Linked DNA regions of Mus musculus: region 1 is linked to region 2. Evidence: chromatin contacts called from public Hi-C data. All regions are on one chromosome and are shown on one strand. Each heading gives the region's core, a stretch centred on a gene start, on an enhancer-like site or on the middle of the called end of the contact. The rest is flanking DNA. Distances are from core to core; before and after follow the strand shown.

The links. A called contact is a pair of places that touch in the nucleus more often than the background predicts.
Region 1: a Hi-C map of the G1E-ER4 cell line shows a contact between it and region 2, with 2.5 times the contacts expected there. The contact joins the promoter of Ssh2 here to the enhancer-like site in region 2. A contact is called at or near these places in 2 of 39 promoter capture datasets (the C10 cell line and embryonic stem cells), 1 of 15 datasets of contacts at CTCF or cohesin (CD8 T cells), 4 of 484 Hi-C or Micro-C datasets (ECoMG-derived neutrophils, the G1E-ER4 cell line, bone marrow-derived macrophages and 1 more), 5 of 115 datasets of contacts at active chromatin or transcription factors (CD8 T cells, the SCID.adh cell line, embryonic stem cells and 1 more) and 3 of 9 other capture datasets (adipose tissue, liver and pancreatic islet).

The regions. Positions count from the first base shown.
Region 1 is chr11:77,214,837-77,219,738 of GRCm38.p6, reverse strand. Ssh2 (slingshot protein phosphatase 2) reads right to left here and starts at 3,314. Exons shown (of 15, transcript NM_177710.4): 1 at 3,224-3,314. The coding sequence starts at 3,286. It also overlaps a transcript of Efcab5 not described here.
Region 2 is chr11:77,140,434-77,145,597 of GRCm38.p6, reverse strand. It overlaps Efcab5 (EF-hand calcium binding domain 5), which reads left to right. Exons shown (of 18, transcript NM_176965.3): 4 at 4,660-4,759. Among named protein-coding and RNA genes, the nearest start is that of Efcab5, 46 kb to the left of the region's middle. Within about 2 kb of position 3,492, at least 4 of the 459 cell types and tissues checked have an H3K27ac peak or open chromatin away from gene starts, as enhancers often do. A contact at or near this core is called in the G1E-ER4 cell line, where this site is marked.

The DNA.
Region 1 (4,902 bases), core at 2,065-4,564, 74 kb before region 2:
CCTTAAATATTCCTTGTCTCAGTTTCTTCATCTATAAGACAGGGATAAAAGCAACTTTCCAACTTTCCTTTGGCACATTGTAAGGAATAACTGAGTTAAATCATGAATGTAAAGTATTTAGCATGATGCCTGGAACGGATGAGAATCCAAGAGAAATAAATTGTTGGTATTCTAATTACTACTGCTATTAGTGAACTTATATTAATCTGAACCCAGACAATACTTATGACCATTATAAACTGGTTCATGTGTACATTACTCTTATTGCCCTCACTGCCTCTATGGTGTCTATATTTGTCTTCTACCAACCCTGCTACCCAAATTACATCTTCTGATAGACAGATTAATATCTTATATGACTCAGTATCTGTGATGGTCACTCATATCTAGTAGGTAATTGTATTAGGTTGTTTTTCTTGATCCTTGACCAAACACCTAACAATAAGCTGTTTAAGAGAGGAAGCACTGGCTTTGGTTCAGAGTTCACAGATACAGTCCATCAGGGAAGGGAAGGCATGGGAGGAGAAATTTGCTAACAAGTGGGCAGATGAGGAAACAGAGAGAGGGAGTGCTGGGCTCTGCTGGACTTTCCCTTTTTCTTCAGTCCAGTACCCACCCCATGGGACAACAGTGCCACAGTTAGGATGGGTCCTCCCTCCTCAGTTAAACCTCTCTGGAAATATTTTTCACAGTAAAATTGACATTGAAGATTAACTACTACAGTGATCAAGTTATTTATGCTTAATTTAAAAATGCTGAAGAGCTGATAGTACTAATATGTCCATCATTAAAAGAGTAAATCTTCAGCTTCACAAACTTCAGTTGTTCTTTAAAGAAAAAAAAGTCAACTACCTTTTGCACTCTTCCTCACTTTTAAAACCAAGCAAGCAACCAACCAACCAACCTATTCATATAGTAAGAGATAAAACGGCAAAATACATGCATGTCAGACACTGTAGCACAAGGACCACAAGACAACTGAGCTGAGCACAGGTCTGGATGGAATCAAATAGGAAGACAATTTAAAGGGAAAGAGAAGCGGCCTGTCAGCCACACTAACAATGCTGATTGTTACTCACACAGCAGTGCCAGGATTTCTCTACACACAGGGCCAAGTATAAACAACTGCAATCATCAGACCAGGGCATATAGAACTATCTGTCATTTAGCTTAATAACTGAGTTTACTACTCAATATTTACTATAGTAAATACTACAGTATTTACATGACCAATCTTAATTGCCTACCTATGCCAAAATGACTATTAACATTCCTCAAGATTCTAAAGTATTCCAAGTTTTGACTAATAAAGCCATGTCAAATAAATATGGCTTTACCAAATATTATTCATTTACTTCAAGACAACTGATATAACAATAGCTTAATAAATGCTACTGTAACATAAAAGGTTTTCAGCAATGCCCAGGGGAAATAGTTTTACAATACTGAGTTCTACTTCAGTATGTTATCTACTAACCCTTGATTGCTTTCACAGCCAAAACTAGGCCTGGTAACCACAAAAATCAAAGGATTTACTATTGGAGTGAGTTACTATGGTCTGAAGATTTTCTATCAATTCTGAAAAATCTACCATAAAGTGGAAAAAATCCACTCATGAAAATGCTACATATTTCTACCCCTCTCATATTTGCCTAGAGCAAACCCTAAAGTGTTTCATCAGTTCTGAAGTACAATTATTCTCAAATCACAGAATCATAAAGCTTTAGAAAGTCCAGCAAGCCCCCCCCCCCATGCAAGGATTCTTTATATCACCTGTCTGGCCAAAGCTCCCCTGGCTTCTGCTTGATACAATGTGTGCTATTTTGCAAAACAGTGCACTTGATTTTTACAAACGTCTTCCCTAAACTAATGGAAATGTGCCTCTTTAAACTTCTACCCACAGATTTCAGTTTTGTATCCTGTACCATCACAAGGTGAATAGAGTAATTTCTTGAATTAGGGTAGTCATACAAAAACACACAAGAAAACTCACAAAGGAAGAAACTACCACAATATGCAACAAAATTTTGAAATTCAGGAAACTATATTGAAATCACAAGGCAACATGCTTTCAAGATATCAAACTCCTATCTCAGTTAACAAATATTAATGACCCAACTTTCTTTCATACAGTGGAAAGTCATGGTGTTCACTGAATGCCTCTTTGCAACTTGACACTACTAAATCTAATGTTAAAACTACAATTCTATATGAAATAGTTCTTCAATTGCTCATATTTTCATCTAGATGCCTGTTTTTTTTTTAAGACCCATTTTACCACACTGGTGCAATGCTAACACATGCTAGCAGGTATTCACAAATATGAAGCCCGAGACTAGAGCTATAAAGGAGTCATGGTGGAGGTGAAGGCATAGAAAAGCCCAGCAGAAAAAAAAATGCTAATTGATGAGTGTTTTCCTTCTGGAAACATGCTTTAGCGACACAGCATTTGAAGTCATGAACCATCCAAGCACAACCCATGAGCAAGAACGATCATGAGCAATGAGTGGAAGGCATAAATGTCTATAAGATGGAAATGAATTGGCACTGGTTATCAAGCAGCACCAGAAGCTTTGGGTTCTCACTGAGAAAGGTAGAAGTCCAAGAAGCAGAGATCACTGCCATCTTTTAAGGGTGGGAAGAAACCAGGGAGTAACTACCACCGAGCAGTCCAATGAAGCCTAAACTGTACGGAGCACAAGAGAGATGCCAGGGACTAGAGAAAGGCACACACAGGGCGAGACGGAAGAAGGATGCGCAGTGCACTGACTGGGTCCCTGAAACGGTGTGCGTAAAGGATATGGGTGTGGGTCGGGGGTAACCTAGGAGCCCACCCTTCCTCTCCCTGCAACAGAGCAACAGAGGGTAAAAGAAGGGGGGAGGGTGAAAAGCAAGAATGACTCATAGCCGAAAGGAAGTGCTCAAGCCATGGGAAGCATGCTACGGGAGATTTCTGAGCCAGCGCTGTGAGGGACTGGGTGCTCCGGGTGATGGAGGTTGGGGAAAAAACAAACAAACAAACAAACAAACAAACAAAAAACCCCAACGTCTGGCAGTCGCTGCTGCTCGCCGGTAAGATGAGGGTGTGGGGGGTTCGCAGCAGCCTGAGTGCCAAGGCCTGGGAAGAGGCGCGGCGCGTGCGCAGTGGCGTTCGGCGGGACCCGCTGAGGCAAAGCGGAGCCGCAGTGACAGAAGCTGGGAGCTGCCGCCTGGAGGGACTCACCGAGGCGCAAGGGCTGGAGGTGGTGCTGGGGGTAGGCGACCGCTGGACCGTGACCAAAGCCATCTAGGTGCTGCTGGGTTGTTCCGGGCAGGGCATTCTCGTCCTGAGTGTGGGGGGCGGGAGGGTGACGGAGCCGGGATGGGGGACGATGGGTGAGGCGTAGGGACGAGGGAAACGGAGAGGGAGATGAAGCCGCGGGAACGGCCTCGGGCTCCGCACCCACCACCGGACTCTCTCGCCTACTGACGCGCCGAACGGGCGGCGGGCGGGCAGGCGGGCGGTTCGGCAGCTGCGGGGCACAATGAGCGCTCCCAGTGCGCAGGCGCCACCTGTCAGCAACCGCCTCTCCCCTCGGCGCGCGCCGCCGCGGCGGCGTAACCCTTAAGTTGCCGGAAGCGGGCGGGCAGGCTGCGTGCGCCGCGCCTCGGGCCGCCGTCCCCTCCCGGGTCAGCTCTCGAGCCCTACTGCTGCCCCTGCGGCTCTGTCTGTCCCCGCTGCGCGGCGTGGGGCGAGCTGGCCAAGGAGCCCTGGAAGGCAGCCAGCCAACCGAGGGTCCTGATCTGGGGGTGGGGGTCGGTGGGAGAGCCGCTAATCCTCACTCCAGAAAGACAACCATTTTATGAGTGGGGCGCGCAACCTTAGAGAAAAACTGAGGCGAAAATCCTGAGGCGAACACGTTTTCTAGTGGAAAAGGGCTCCGCAGGTGCTATAGACGCTTTCTCTGGGCTAGACCCGGGAGACCAGCCCTCCTGCTTGGACCTGGCCCTCAAGAGGGCTCCGTCTTAATGAGCTTCCCCACCCTCCTCATCATAAAGGGCCTCAGGGTTAACGACCAGACTTTTCCTAAGAAAGATTTTTCCCCCCGGTGGTAAACACTGGAAACTTCGTAGTAGCCTCAGGCTTCCTTCCTCTACAACCTGCCTAAAGTCAGTCACTGTACCTGAGATGCTGAGGGAAGGGGCGGGCACAGAGAGCTGGACCCTGAGTTGGAAAGCTCCAACCTGCTATTTTTTTTTTAAAACCTCTCAATTGCTTCCTACTGTGAAGATCTCCACTAAACAAAGATCTTTTGATCATTGAGCTTTTTTTCTTTCCCCCATAAATTTGACTATTTCATAAATGCAAGTGAAAATGTAGAATTAAAATATTTTAAAGGAAGACATTTCTAAATGGTAAACTGCCAACATCAACCAAGCATGTAATGGAAAAATCAAGACTAAAAAGAAAAGGAAAAGTCACGCAGTGCAACCCGTTGATATATTTACACAGAGATAGTTGAGGGGATGAACTGGTAAATACCACCATCCATATCAAAGCTGTAGAAAACACTCACTTATGGACTCCAGTTTCTAAAGCCCACCTCTTTCTGTTTGTCACTCAAACAATCTTGGATCTCATTGCTCCTTTTAAACTGATAGGGCTGTCATAAGCTCTTTCTGGTTGCTGTGTGGTTAAGTGACACAAGAACCCTCTATGCTGAGTCTTTGTTCTCTCCCTGGGGCCCTGTGGTTGAAGTAATTAGCAGGGAGGTTCCATCAAGAGTCACTGAGGGTCCCTGTACTGTGCCAGTCCTCTGTAGAGTGTAGTGCAGAAAAACCAGTTGGTAGGCTTTTGCCCCCTGGTGGTGATCAAGACTGCCTATGAGATGAGAATTGAAGAACTGTGGTTCACAGATGAGA
Region 2 (5,164 bases), core at 2,243-4,742:
TGGCTGTGGTGGCTGAACAGGAAGCAGGGATCACTCGCAGGCTTCTAGAAAGAGACAGATTCTCATTTCAGGTCACTGTCGGAAAACCTAGATTTCCTGCACTGAAAAACCCTGCCCCATGTTGTCCAGTGCATCCTTCTAGACATTCCAGAAGATCTGTAGGATTTCCATAACATCTGACCAAATAATCTGGACCTGCTCTCAAACGAAGCTTGGACGAGGGGAGGGCTGCTCTGGGGAAGGACCTCCCTTCAGGAACTGCGTGAAGATGAGGGGGAACCGGCCGAAGATCTCTGGAAATGGAGGTGGTAGCACTACCAGCCAAGTACCCCATCTCTCTCAGAAGAGAAGAGGGTCAGGAATTCAAGGCCAGCCTCAGCTACACAGTGAGTTCAAGCCCAGCCGGAGAGATATGAGACCCTGTCTCAACAGAACAAAACAACCCCCCCCACACACACACACACACAAACACACACAGTTTTAAGCCTTTATTTAAAAAAAACTTTTAAATGGTATTTTCTAAGATCCTTATTTAATTGAAGTTATTCACATTAGAAATATAGCATGAAATACCAAGTATCAAGTAGAGCATTCTGATATATATATGTATATATCTCCGAGGCCTTGCTTTGCTGACTTGAGAATAGAGATCTTCCAACTGGTAAACAGAAGCTAAAATCCACAGGGCCTTATACTAGGTTTGTGTTCTGGTCAACCATGTTTCAAAGAGAACTTATAAAGGTTAAAATATTTATAAAATTAATAAGATATAGAGAATTATTTTTTTTTCTTATATGAGATTACAAAATATTAGACACTGTAAAAGAAAAACTGGAAAAGGTTCAGCTTGGAATGTGGCTTAGTTGATAAAATGCAGGCTTAACATGACCGTAGCCTGGGGTCCCCAGCACCCCAGAAAACCAGGAGTGCCGGCACAAGCTTGTAATCCCAGAAGAATCAGGAGGTCAATATCACTTTCATTTGCATAGAGGAGTAAGGCCAGCCTAGAGTCCACACGATTCTATCTGTAAAACAGAGAGAGGAAAGAAAAATTACAAAAGAAGTAGCATGAAGCTTAGCAGCAGAGCTGCCCGGACTGACAGAGGGAGGGAGGGGGAGAGGATGAGGAGTGGTGGCACCTGCCTTTCCCAATGCTTGGGAGGCTGAGGTAGATGGGTCTCTGTGAGATCGAGGCCAGCCTGGTCTACAGAGCGAGTTCCAAAACCAGAGAAACCCTCAAAAAACCAACACCAAAACCAAGCAAAACAAAACAGAAGGAGAATGTGTGGCAACAGTAGCAAAAATGGTGGGTAGAAGACAAGGAAACGCAGCCTTACGGAGTTATAATATCATTCTAAGGTAGACTTTTATAAATCAGTGATGTATACTGTAAGTCCTAGAGCAATTACAAAAAGAGGCATAACATTAGACACATGTATACATATGCACACACACACACACACACACACACACATGTAAACAGTTAGAGAAAAGGAGGCCATGAATTTGAAAGAGCAGGAAAAGGTTCATGGGAAGAGTTGGAGGGAGGAAAAGAAAGGGAGGAAATGATGTAATTATACAATGTTCTGAAAAAAATCATAAAAAAAAAACAAAAAAGAAGACGGGAAAAGAACAAATGAGATGAATGAAAAGGCAAGTAAGAAGATGATAGATTTACAGTAACCATAGCAACTACATCAATTAAACATTTTCTAACAAAAGCATGGGGCTGGGGGAAACTGTTTGGAAGATAGAAAAAGATGAGTGGGAGGTGGGTGGGAGGCCAAGAGAAGATAATGGGGAACAAATAAGATAAAAATATATTTTATTAAAGTATTAAAATGTCATAGCAAAGGCTATCTTTTTGTATAATTAATATATGCAAGTAAAAGGGATATGAAGAAAAAACACATTTATAGGCCTGAGCAGTCCAATTAAAAAATATAGTTAGATAGAAATGCAAGAACTAAGAAGGAAAAAAAAGCAGAAAAGACAAAAGAGAAAAAGCAGATTAGCAAATGAAAAATGCTAGAACTGGTATGAAGACACGTCTTAAAAATGAAAGGCTGGGAGAAGACATACCATAGAAATGGGTTGACTCTAAGACAGTCCTAGAGAGACCACCAAACAGCCTATAGCCTCATCATAATGGCATCTTCATGCTATGTAACATTCCTGCTCTATGGCAATTGACAGTCGCTATGGCAGGAGCCACAAAAAAAACAAAGAGAGAAGGGGTGTCTGGCTCCCAGGAAAACCACTGCCCTTGTGCTGCCCTTCTGACAGGGACAGTCCTCTCCTTTACTGACCTCTCTTCTCCACTCCTTTCTTTGCCCTGTATTTGTGAACTCCTGACAACCAGAAGTTGAGAAGTTGATTTGAGAGTGTATCTCTCACATCTGTTCTTTTCTTTCTCTTTTGTCTTTCCACAATGTCAGAATTTATTGAATAACAATAAATTCGCAGGCATGGAAGTTTCAGCAGCATTTTAACAGATGTTCCTGCTTTCCTTGACAGCCTTGGCTGGGGCAAACACAAGGTTATTTATTCCTATCATAACAGCTAATGTTAATTCTCATGCCACACATTACACACCACAGAGTAAACACATGTACACATGGCATGTGTGTGTGTGCATATGTATGCATGTGTCTAATGCTATGCCCCTTTTTATAATTGCTCTAGGACTTATAGTACACACATACACACACACACACACACACACACACACACACACACACACACACACACCATATACATCTATGTTACAGGAAACCAGAGCTGGGAAACTGACCAAATTCTAAAGGAGTCTATGGGAATGAGATACAGAACCAGCTTGAAGCTCTGTGGCGGCTGTTTTAGAGTCAGGCTACAGTTCAGAGCTGGACAGGAAGGTGGGGAGAGGGCCGATGAGAAGACCTTCATCTTCAAGGACTGAGCCAAGCAGAAGCTCCTAAGGAAGTCAAATGCCAGATGACAGGCTGGTGGGAGCTGCGGGCATCTCAGTCTATTTGCATCCCAGAACGAGGAAAAGAGTCTCCTTTTACTGCTCGGTTGCTATTAGGTCATTATTAGTTCCATAATTCCAAAGAGAGTGAGGAAAGACCCAGTTTACAAGCAAAAACTATTCCATTTATTTACTTTAGAAAATTTAAATACTAATTCCCTTTATGTACTTTAGAAAAATATATCTAAATGTACACAGGATGTGTGAATAAGATTATTCATTGAAGCTTATTTTTCTCAAAATACTAGAAACAACCTAATTTCTATTAATAAAAGAATTCTAAGAAATTACAGTGTTTTAATATTATACTATATAACAGTTAAAATGAATAAAGTAAGCTTTTTCTTTTAAGATTGATTTAGTTTGTACTTTTCATGTATGGGCATTTTGTCTATTTTATGTAAAAGCACCACGCGAGTGCCTGGCGCTTACAGATACCAGAAGAGGAAGCTGGCTCCCCAGGAGCTGGAGCAATCGGTGGTCATAAAGCTACCACGTGGGTGCAGGGAACTGAGCCTGAGCTCTCTGTGAAAGCATCAAGTGGTCCTAACTGCTGAGCCAGCTCTCCAGCTCCTACAATGAATAAAACATATTTCTTTATCTGCACAAATTATATCCAAACGTTGAGTAAACCTAAGCATTTTGAAAGCCAGACGTGGTAGCATACACCTGAACTTGGGAAGCCAAAGCAGAAGAATTCCAAGTTCCAGGCCAGCCTAGGCTACCTACAAAGTCCTAGGCCATACTGGGCTACATAGCAAGATCTTGCCTTAACTCCCTTCTAAAATGACAATTTCAAAAGACAAGTTAAAGAATTATATATATATATATATATATGTATATATATATATATATATATATAATCGGTCTAGTATAGTTTTGTGCACGCTTTTTATGTGTGTGTGCATGCATGCACAGGTAGAGGTCAAAGGATAACCTTGGGTGTTGGTCTTTTTTTAATTCTTTGAGACAGAGTCTCCCATTGGCCTTGAAATTTCCCAAGTCAACGAGACCAAATGGCCAGGGAACCCCAGGGCTCCGCCTGTCTCTACCTCCCCAGTAATGGGATTACAAGGACTCATCACCACACCCAGTTTTTTTTTTTTTTTTTTATGTGGGTTCTGCAGACCAAACTTAGGTCCTTGTTCTTGTAAGGCAAGCACTTTTCACCAACTGAGCCATCTCCCAACCCCTGTGTGTACTCTCAACAATTGTTACTTCCAGCTCCTAAGATCACAGGCAGTGTTAGCTTTGCCATTTCTTTTTTACATTTCTCCATAATTAAAATGTTCTCAGAATAACGTGTGAAAGGACAAGTAAGGAGCAGTTAACTGTATGTGACACACGTGGGCCATGTTACATAAGATCTGAGTACTGTGCATTGAGTTCAACAAGTCGTGCCAGTCCCCACAAATTTTTTTTTTAATATCCGCTAAGCCCAAGGCATCGTGACTGTGACAAAATGGGAGAATTAAATATCAGCCTACGGGCAAGATATAGCTTCTTGATTTTGGTGCTGTAGCCTTTATATTCATGGTGATAATAGAGGTGGTGGCAGTCTTCATGATAGACTGACTATTCAGGAAGTCACGATGTACCATCATGAAGATTTTAAGTGTGCTGCAGTTACTAATTGCAAGCTTTCTGTGTAGGTGATGGCCTTGGATCGGCAGAGGACACTGGCCCTGCTGGAAGCGTTCTATGATCAATGCTCTTCCACCACTAGGAGTTTACTCCGAAACCCACGACAATGTAAGTGTCCCTCAGAGGGAGGAATGTCCTGGAGCTGAAGCTGGGTGTTGTAGTCCAATGACAAACTGCAGTGGGATCGTTTTACTCCTGAGGGATCCCGTGCATCTCCCCAAGTCATGGCAGCTGTAGCCAATCTACTTGTTCCTATTTCCACAAAATGCACTCTTGCTCGAAATTAGACGGAGTTTCACTAAGTGCAGTCCTCAACACTGTGTCCCATCAGAACTCAACTGGACCAGCTTTTAAATTTGTTTCAATGAAGGAAGGCTTTGGTGATAATCTAAACACTTTAACAGCTAAGGTAGGAATGAGTATTCCATTTATAATTGCAATTTAGAATTCTAAGGTTTCTACAGAAGATATGTCTTTTGCCGAAGCAGCTATACCTACAGGCTTTTATGGTAA